Regions from separate parts of the Mus musculus genome. Here regions 2 and 3 are each linked to region 1. Evidence: chromatin contacts called from public HiChIP or PLAC-seq data. All regions are on one chromosome and are shown on one strand. The core of a region is the stretch at or near the end of the contact, and the rest is flanking DNA. Distances in the headings are between cores, read along the strand shown.

Region 1 (2,534 bases), core at 25-2,524:
AGACAAGAAACATGGTTCCCTGTGGTAGCTTCCTGATCCCAGAAGACATTGTGGGGAAGATAGAGAGGCAGGTATCTAAAAGATCTAATGCGGAAAGGCTAAGGGTATAAAATACCCAAGCTCTTTCCGGTCCTGAGGGATAAAGCTGTTACTTTCTCTTTCTCTCAAGTTTGTCTGCATTAAGGAACTAATTCAGTGATCACCTGACCGCCAGCCAGCACCTGTTACTAAGGACTCCTCACAGATGGTCAGCCATAGCAGCTCTTTATGGGGTTAAATGCATTGAACGATAGGAGCATGCTGGAGGTGAAGTGACTGTTGCTCTGTCTAGGCTGAGCCAGCAGGTCATCCAGCCCTGACTTTCTAGGAGCAGAGGGAGAACAGGCCACATAGTCTGCCATCCTTCCACCTGGCCCTGTGTCACTAAGGCAGAGCAGAGGCTGCAGGTCCCAACTGCCCAGGAGTGCTGGGCCAGGCACTCAGTTTGGTTTAAGTGTGCCTCAGGTTTGTATGTTGGAACACTTGGTGTCTTAGTCAGGGATTCTATTCCCGCACAAACATCAAGGCCAAGAAGCAAGTTGGGGAGGAAAGGGTTTATTCGGCTTACACTTCTACATTGCTGTTCATCACCAAAAGAAGTCAGGACTAGAACCCAAGCAGGTCAGGGAGCAGGAGCTGATGCAGAGGCCATGGAGGGATGTTACTTACTGGCTTGCTTCTCCTGGCTTGCTCAGCTTGCTTTCTTATAGAACCCAGGACCACCAGCTCAGGGATGGCACCACCCACAACGGGCTGGGCCCTCCCCCCTTGATCACTAATTGAGAAAATGCCTTACAGCTGGATCTCATGGAGGCATTTCCTCGAGGGAGGCTCCTTTATCTGTGATAACTCCAGCTTGTGTCAAGTTGACACACAAAACCAGCCAGTACACTTGGTCTCTAGACAGTGTTCTGTTTGGGGACGGTTATAGAACTCTGTGGGAGAATGAAGCATTTTGGTCTGAGAGTTCAGCTTTGCTCCTGTCTGTCATGTTTCCGGACCCCAGACACAGGGTGACCTGCTGCATCCGGCTTCTACGGTGCCATTCCCTCCAAAATGGATGACCAGATAACTCTCTGAATCCTTGATCTGAAAATAAGCCTTTCTTCCCTTAAGTTACTTCCTGTAAGGAGTTTGGTCATCCTGACAAGAAAATAACTAATACACTAGCTTAAAGGAACAGTCTGGTCCCAAGGGTGCTGGTGGCTGCTGAGGCCACTCACCATCCCCACGACAATGACTCACAGCCATCTGCCCTGCCATGTGCCCGAGCACCACTATGCAAACATGGGCCTTGCTGGTTTTAAAAGAGAAACATCAATGCACAGTCCCTGTGGTCTGGGGCACGAGATCCAAGTGTGTTTACACAGTTAATATGGAGTTCTGTTCTCACGAACCCTGGCTCTCAGGCGGCTCTTCCTGGCAGTGGCCCTGATTCTTCTGCTTCTCAGCCATGGAGCAGGAAGTAGGAGCCAGGGAGAGCAGAGAAGCAGTAGGCTGGACCTAGTTCTATGGCCCTGCATACTCCCTGCTGTAGCCTGGTCCCTCCCTTGATAAGGTGGTCCTTCCATGCTGCTACCTCCTGAGAGACCCGTTGCATGGTGCCCCAGCTCAGGGAACAGTGTCTACACCATAGGAAGGGTTCATCCCCTACTGAAATGGAGTCAGCGGTGAGCTGAGAAAGATAGAAAGCGGGAGCTATGGTGTGGGGGTCTGGGCCCGTTAGAGACCAGGAGTATGGAACTCAGCTTCCTCAGAGCTTAAGTACTGATCGAGAACTCTCTTCCCAGAGATGTCTTTCTACAAGACAAAGAATCCACACAGCAGAACTTTATCCAGGTCTGCTGAGAAAGCAAATGTACTCCTCGTGCTAACTTTGAATTGAGAGCTTCATGCCTTAAGGCACCCAGCTGTGGTCACTCTGCTCCTCAGAGAGGCCACCCACCTTGCAAAAGGCAAAGAGTTGGGCTGATGGTCACATGATCTTCCTCAGACTTCTTCTGTTGAGGCTCTAACTCCAAATTCACCTCAGCCAGGCAAAGGCCAGCAAAGGGAAGCCACGAGTGGTCAAGCTCAAGGGCCAACAATAGAATGAGTAGCCAGGGACACAGGAGCAGTCTACGTTCCCTTCTGGCCAATGTGGCCCTGCCCAAATGAAGTACGCATTTAATCCTCCCATGTTCTTGGCACTCAAGGCTCCTGTGGACACCTCCCAGGACTCACACATGAGCAAGGACTCACAGGAGCCCAGAGGTTCTGCAGGGACACACAGTTAATTGGTGTCTTATTACTCTGCATGAGACACCAGCTGTTTGTACCAGTAGATGTTCAAGTGCAGGAAGTTCCAAGAGGTTGTAGGTAGGATGGCTCTGACCCAATGTCCACCCATAGCACAGACCCCACCTGCCTCCTTGCTGGCTGTCAGCTGTGTTCAGGGCTGAGCCATGCTTCCCTCTCAGGATCAAACAGGATGGGGGTGGTGGCCCCAGCATCTC
Region 2 (2,534 bases), core at 22-2,521, 190 kb after region 1:
TTGACGAAAACTTCCAGTGGTGATGAGGGTCCAGCAAGATGCCCACTGTGTAATGGCGTCAGCCAGCAAGCCTGATGACCTGAGTTCAGTCCCCTGAACCCACTTGGGAAAGAGAGAGAAACAACCCTGGCAAGTTGTCCTCTGACCTCTACCTGTGTGCCTACAGGAAGCAAGTAAAATGTCCTGTGTGGTTGTAGCAAACCAAGAGATATTGGGTTGTCGTTTGTATAGTTCAGAAATGGTCCAATGTAGGTGATGGTCAAAAAGATGAAATGAAGCTCTTCATTTTATGTTATTCGTCAGCAGCTGTAAGATGGTGAATTTTGTGGTCTTTTCCCATGTTATTTGGGCTTCTATGTGTTTCTAAGACTGACACTTGTGCCTGTTCACAAACCCAGAAAGACCACCAAGGCACAGACTCTGATGCAGCAGAATAGGAGTTGCAACCTGAGCTCAGTTTCAGGCAAGCATTTATAGAGGCAAGAAGAGGGTATCTAGCCTGATGGGGGAGGGGGGGCATTGTGGCCTTTAACATATTTGGCTGGTGCTGGGAGCCAAACCATAAACTTAACTTCTGTTTTCCTCCTGATTGGTGATTGTCAGAAAGTAGTGTCAGGGGCAGGCTCGTAACCTGGAGGTGCAGGTTTGTTGGTGGGTAACCTGGAAACTGGTGCTAGGTACTGCTGCCCTGTTAGTTAACTCGAGTTCAACCTTAGCAGGAGTCTGAACCCAAAAGATCTGGTCCCTCACACTATGCTGAGCCTTGTGCCACACACCTGTATTCCTAGAACTTAGGAGGCAGAGGCAGGAAGATGTGGAGTTCAAAGCGAGCCTCAGCTGCACAGTGGGTTTAAGACCAGCCTGGACTACATAAGATCCTGGCTTGTTTGTTTGTTTGTTTGTTTAAATAATAACAACAGAGTAGGTGGTTTCTGTAGTGTGTGATCATCTTCACACCCGTAACAGAATGAATGAGTGAACAACTGATAAATAAACCACTCAAAATAAAATCAAGACGAGAATAGCAAAAATAACCCATCACCTATAGGAAGGATGCTCTGACTAGTGACTGGTTGAGTAAAACATATTTCCGTCTTGGCTATCACATCCAAACCATAAGGAAGGTTTGGACCTTTCCCATGTCGCCTGACTGACTCAGGGCTATGTGGCCAAGGACTCAAATCACCATAGACTTCATTGCAATGTGGCCCCACAGGCTGGACTAAAGCTTTGATTTACAGCCCAGTAGGACTGTGAGTCATTAGTCTATGGCTCCCGCAGGATGGCACCGGACCAAGGTAATTAACCATGCTTATCAGGGGCATGCTGGGGTGCAGCTGGAGAAGGAACACAGATGACGAGGCTGAGAGACAAACGGTTTTGAGCGGTTTTTGGATCACGGCTCTCACCCTAATGGGATTCTCATAGCAAATGTGTGAATCTACTCCGACCATTTCTCATATCAGTAAGGTGAAGATTCTCCAGTGATTTAAAAAAAGAAAAAAGAAAAAAACTTCTCCAGGAATTTCTTCAAAGATTACACGTATTCTTTTTGATTGAGCCAGGAAGCCATGGAGAAACGAGGAGCAGATGTTGGCTCCTGATTGCTAGTTAGTTCCATTTCCAGCAGCTGGCAACCTTCACTCACTTTCGCTTAGGCTATATTTACCTACAAAGCTTAAAAAAGGCAATGTGAAGCAGGCCCAAACATCTGGATATTAAGTAAATTGGCCAGATGTTCTGGTGATTTATAAATAAAGGCTGAAGCTGGGGGAAAAGTGGGCGGGGGAGACATGAAAGAGGAAGAAAGCGAACAGGAAAAGAACTCATAAAGGAGCTGCCCACTCGTGCCCTCCGCCTCCTTGGCCTCTGTGGGAGACTTTGTGTGTCACCACTGAGAACACGGAATTAACAGGATAATACAATTTGGGACTCATCCCTGAGCAAGGAGGAGTGACCTTCAGTGGAAGGAGAGGAAATGAAAGTTGCCTCAAACTATTTTTATATTTTGTATCTAGAAGTTATTTTTTCAATTGCTCATCATTTTTGAATTACCTCTGTATAGTTTCTCAGGAGTCCGGCCAAGGTATTGATTGATTCTCTCAGAGATCCAGAATCTTTGCCAAACCATGGCAGGCTCTGTTTCCCAGGCTGGAGTTACTGACGACAATTGCAGGCATGGCCTTCTCGTGGGGTTGTTTTTCTTTTTAAAGGTGAAACCCATCTTGTTTTGCTCCTCCTCCTATTTCTCAGCATGATCTCCTTGTGGCTTACACAAGTTACTTCTTTTGTAGCCAAGACCAGAAAATGTAACAGACTAGCTCCAGGGAGAAAGCATCTTTCCTTCACAGGCCAAGGGGCTGGTCATGATGGTAGACTTATGGCAGCAGAAGTGGGAGGTCCATGGTCACCTATCCTTGAGATTTAGAATGAGGCCACCAAAACCAATCATCCACACCCCCAGTGGGCCACTCCCTCCCATGAGACTTCATCTCCCTAAGGCCGACAACCTCCTGAGATAGGCTGGGGAACGG
Region 3 (2,534 bases), core at 26-2,525, 130 kb after region 1:
CTTGAACAAAGTCACACAGAATGCTAGCTAACACTATGCCTTGACCTCTGAAAGCATGGGCAACCTCTGTGCCCTCCATGAAACCTTGACCACAGGGTGTCCACAACAGATGGCTCACACTGTCGCTGTGTGTGGCACTCCTTTAAAGCACAGCTTGCAGCCATCTTGGAGACCCCTGGAGTCCTTTAAGGCATGCGTGCTGCATAATAAACACATAAGTGTGATATGAAATCTCAGTCTAGTCCAGTTGCTGTAACAACAACATGAGACAGCCCAGTTGCTGTAACAGTAGCATGAGATAGCCCGTGCTGGAGGCTGGAAGTCTAAGGACAAAGCCAGAGGCAGAGGGTGGGGGTACCCACTTTCTGGGTCATGAAAGATACATGCTGTTTCCAAGGCCTGAGGTAGAAGAGATCTCCTTCATAGGTTACTAATCCCATGCCCAGGACTCACCCCTCATGCCCCACCTTTGTCTAAGGAGCCACCTCCTAAAACCATCATCTCGGGGAGCTAGGAGTTTAACCTGTGAAGGGACAAGTAAACCAGGCAGAGCTGGCCCAGGCCACAGGACAACTCCACTGCAAGTCTGTCTGACCTAGAATTATCCTGAGCACTCCTAAGACCGTCTACAGAACCAGGCTACTGTCTGGCTAGAGACTAGCCACCCCCAAGAAAAGACCTTCCAACGCCATAAAGCGAAGCCTGTCTGTTTAAATTTAACTCTGTACTTGCTTTATTGTGCAATTTCCTTGATGACCCAAAATCCACCAGCTCTGATCACATTTCTTCCCTTAACAAAAAAAAAAAAAAAATTGATTCTGCTCAGAAACAGGACATTAGGAATGTGCTTTAAGCCCTGGGGTGCAGCAGAAGGGGGTTTCAGACTCAGATTATACACTGTGTAAATTAACAGCAGTGGCTGGGGGGGGGGGAGAGGAGCGGTGTCACACATTACAGCTGACAACTTGTTAGCAAGCTGACTGTTCCACTAGAATGGCTACAGTCTCACAGCAGATTCTGTAGCTGCACCCCCACTCCCACCCTGTCTCCGAGCCTGTGCTGTTATGGGCTCAGTCGGACCAACCACGGAGCATGATCCACTAGCACCTCCCGTACCTGCACCCCTATGCCCTGCACCTCCCTTACCTGCATCCCTATGCCCTATCAGGCTCACCACCCAGGCAGGAGACCCGAGGCTGCACGGTGCTGACAAGCCCCACCTGTAAGAACTGCGAGCGGAACATTTTTAGCATCTGGGGAAGTTGCACTATGTTCTGTATACCGTCCCAAGTATCTGAGGAAACCCACAGCCTGTGGCGTACAACTCCATGTGCTCATCAGGGGAAGCTGCCTGGTTGGTTCTGCACACAGGGCAGAGTTCCCCAGAACCTGGAGACCATCCTTGTACCCTGTCTCCCCACAGCACTGGCCAGAGCTGTGCCAAATACAGTTCTGCCAGCAGCAGGGCCTGGGTCTTCCACTACCAGGATTTCTGCCAGACATCACAAGCTGGAGGCCCACTGCTGGGCAATCCTGCCCTGTTCTGCAAAGGTGCATGCCCAAGAACATTCAACGAGCCACCAGCCAAGCACTTATCTTCCTATGCTAGATAAGAAACCCTTCCCCTGGAGCCCGCTTCAGACTTATCAGATGCTAAACTGCAGGGCAGTACCTCAGTGAGCAGAAAAACAAAAAACTGCTGGGTCTGCTCGCACATATGCAGAGCTCTCCAGACGCTGGGCACAAACCTGTGCCCTGGGAAGGAGAAGTAACACAGTCACATGGACAGCACGGACAGTTACCGTAAGGTAATCAGCAACAGTCGTCTCTTTGCATTCTTGTGCTATATTAAGCAGAATTTGAAAACAATTATAGGATCAACTTTTATAGTTACCTTCCCTAAGAGAGTAGGAAAGTAATATGCCTGGTTTTGTGGGGTTCTGTTTTGAGACAGGATCTCAAAATGTAGCCCTGGTCAGCTGCAATGTTCTATGCAGACCAGGCTAGCCTCAAATTCAGATACACATGCTTCCACCTCTCAAGTTAGAGGATTAAAGGTGTGCATTACCACGTCCTGTACCAAGCCTAATTTTTTTTAAATTTTATTTATTTATTTATTTATTTATTTATTTATTGTTTTTTCAAGGCACGGTTTCTCTGTATAGCCCTGGCTGTCCTGGAACTCACTTTGTAGACCAGGCTGGCCTCGAACTCAGAAATCCGCCTGCCTCTGCCTCCCGAGTGCTGGGATTAAAGGCGTGCGTCCACACCCACACCCTCTTTATAGGACTCCAGTGTCAATCAAAGTACAAGTACACCAAGGTCCACCCTGGGGCGCTAGTGAGTTTATGGATGACATATGGAACAGGGGGTGACCCCAAAGCAATCACAGCACAGGCGCAGGGTGGGAGGGTTGGAGATGGTAAGCTCAGAGACTAACACTCTAAAAACATTCACTTGGCTTGTTTCAGGTAGGAGGATCTCCTGAAGGCAAAATCACCACCCTACCCCCCACCTCCACCCCTGCACATACG

What was found. HiChIP or PLAC-seq counts read pairs in DNA pulled down with a chosen protein or histone mark.
Region 2: an HNF4G HiChIP or PLAC-seq map of pancreatic cancer cells shows a contact between it and region 1. The contact joins two enhancer-like sites. A contact is called at or near these places in 3 of 115 datasets of contacts at active chromatin or transcription factors (bone marrow-derived macrophages, microglia and pancreatic cancer cells) and 1 of 9 other capture datasets (embryonic stem cells).
Region 3: an H3K4me3 HiChIP or PLAC-seq map of bone marrow-derived macrophages shows a contact between it and region 1, with 4 times the contacts expected there. The contact joins two enhancer-like sites. A contact is called at or near these places in 1 of 484 Hi-C or Micro-C datasets (nephron progenitors) and 6 of 115 datasets of contacts at active chromatin or transcription factors (T-cell acute lymphoblastic leukemia, bone marrow-derived macrophages, embryonic brain and 2 more).

Annotation. Positions count from the first base shown.
Region 1 is chr8:125,409,482-125,412,015 of GRCm38.p6, forward strand. No RefSeq gene overlaps it. Among named protein-coding and RNA genes, the nearest start is that of Gm30713, 25 kb to the left of the region's middle. Within about 2 kb of position 1,275, at least 36 of the 459 cell types and tissues checked have an H3K27ac peak or open chromatin away from gene starts, as enhancers often do. A contact at or near this core is called in bone marrow-derived macrophages and pancreatic cancer cells, where this site is marked.
Region 2 is chr8:125,594,515-125,597,048 of GRCm38.p6, forward strand. All of the region lies in intron 2 of 4930567H12Rik (RIKEN cDNA 4930567H12 gene), which reads left to right. Among named protein-coding and RNA genes, the nearest start is that of 4930567H12Rik, 11 kb to the left of the region's middle. Within about 2 kb of position 1,272, at least 38 of the 459 cell types and tissues checked have an H3K27ac peak or open chromatin away from gene starts, as enhancers often do. A contact at or near this core is called in bone marrow-derived macrophages and pancreatic cancer cells, where this site is marked.
Region 3 is chr8:125,542,091-125,544,624 of GRCm38.p6, forward strand. The region is part of intron 1 of Sipa1l2 (signal-induced proliferation-associated 1 like 2); the gene reads right to left. Among named protein-coding and RNA genes, the nearest start is that of Gm51602, 13 kb to the right of the region's middle. Within about 2 kb of position 1,276, at least 32 of the 459 cell types and tissues checked have an H3K27ac peak or open chromatin away from gene starts, as enhancers often do. A contact at or near this core is called in bone marrow-derived macrophages, where this site is marked.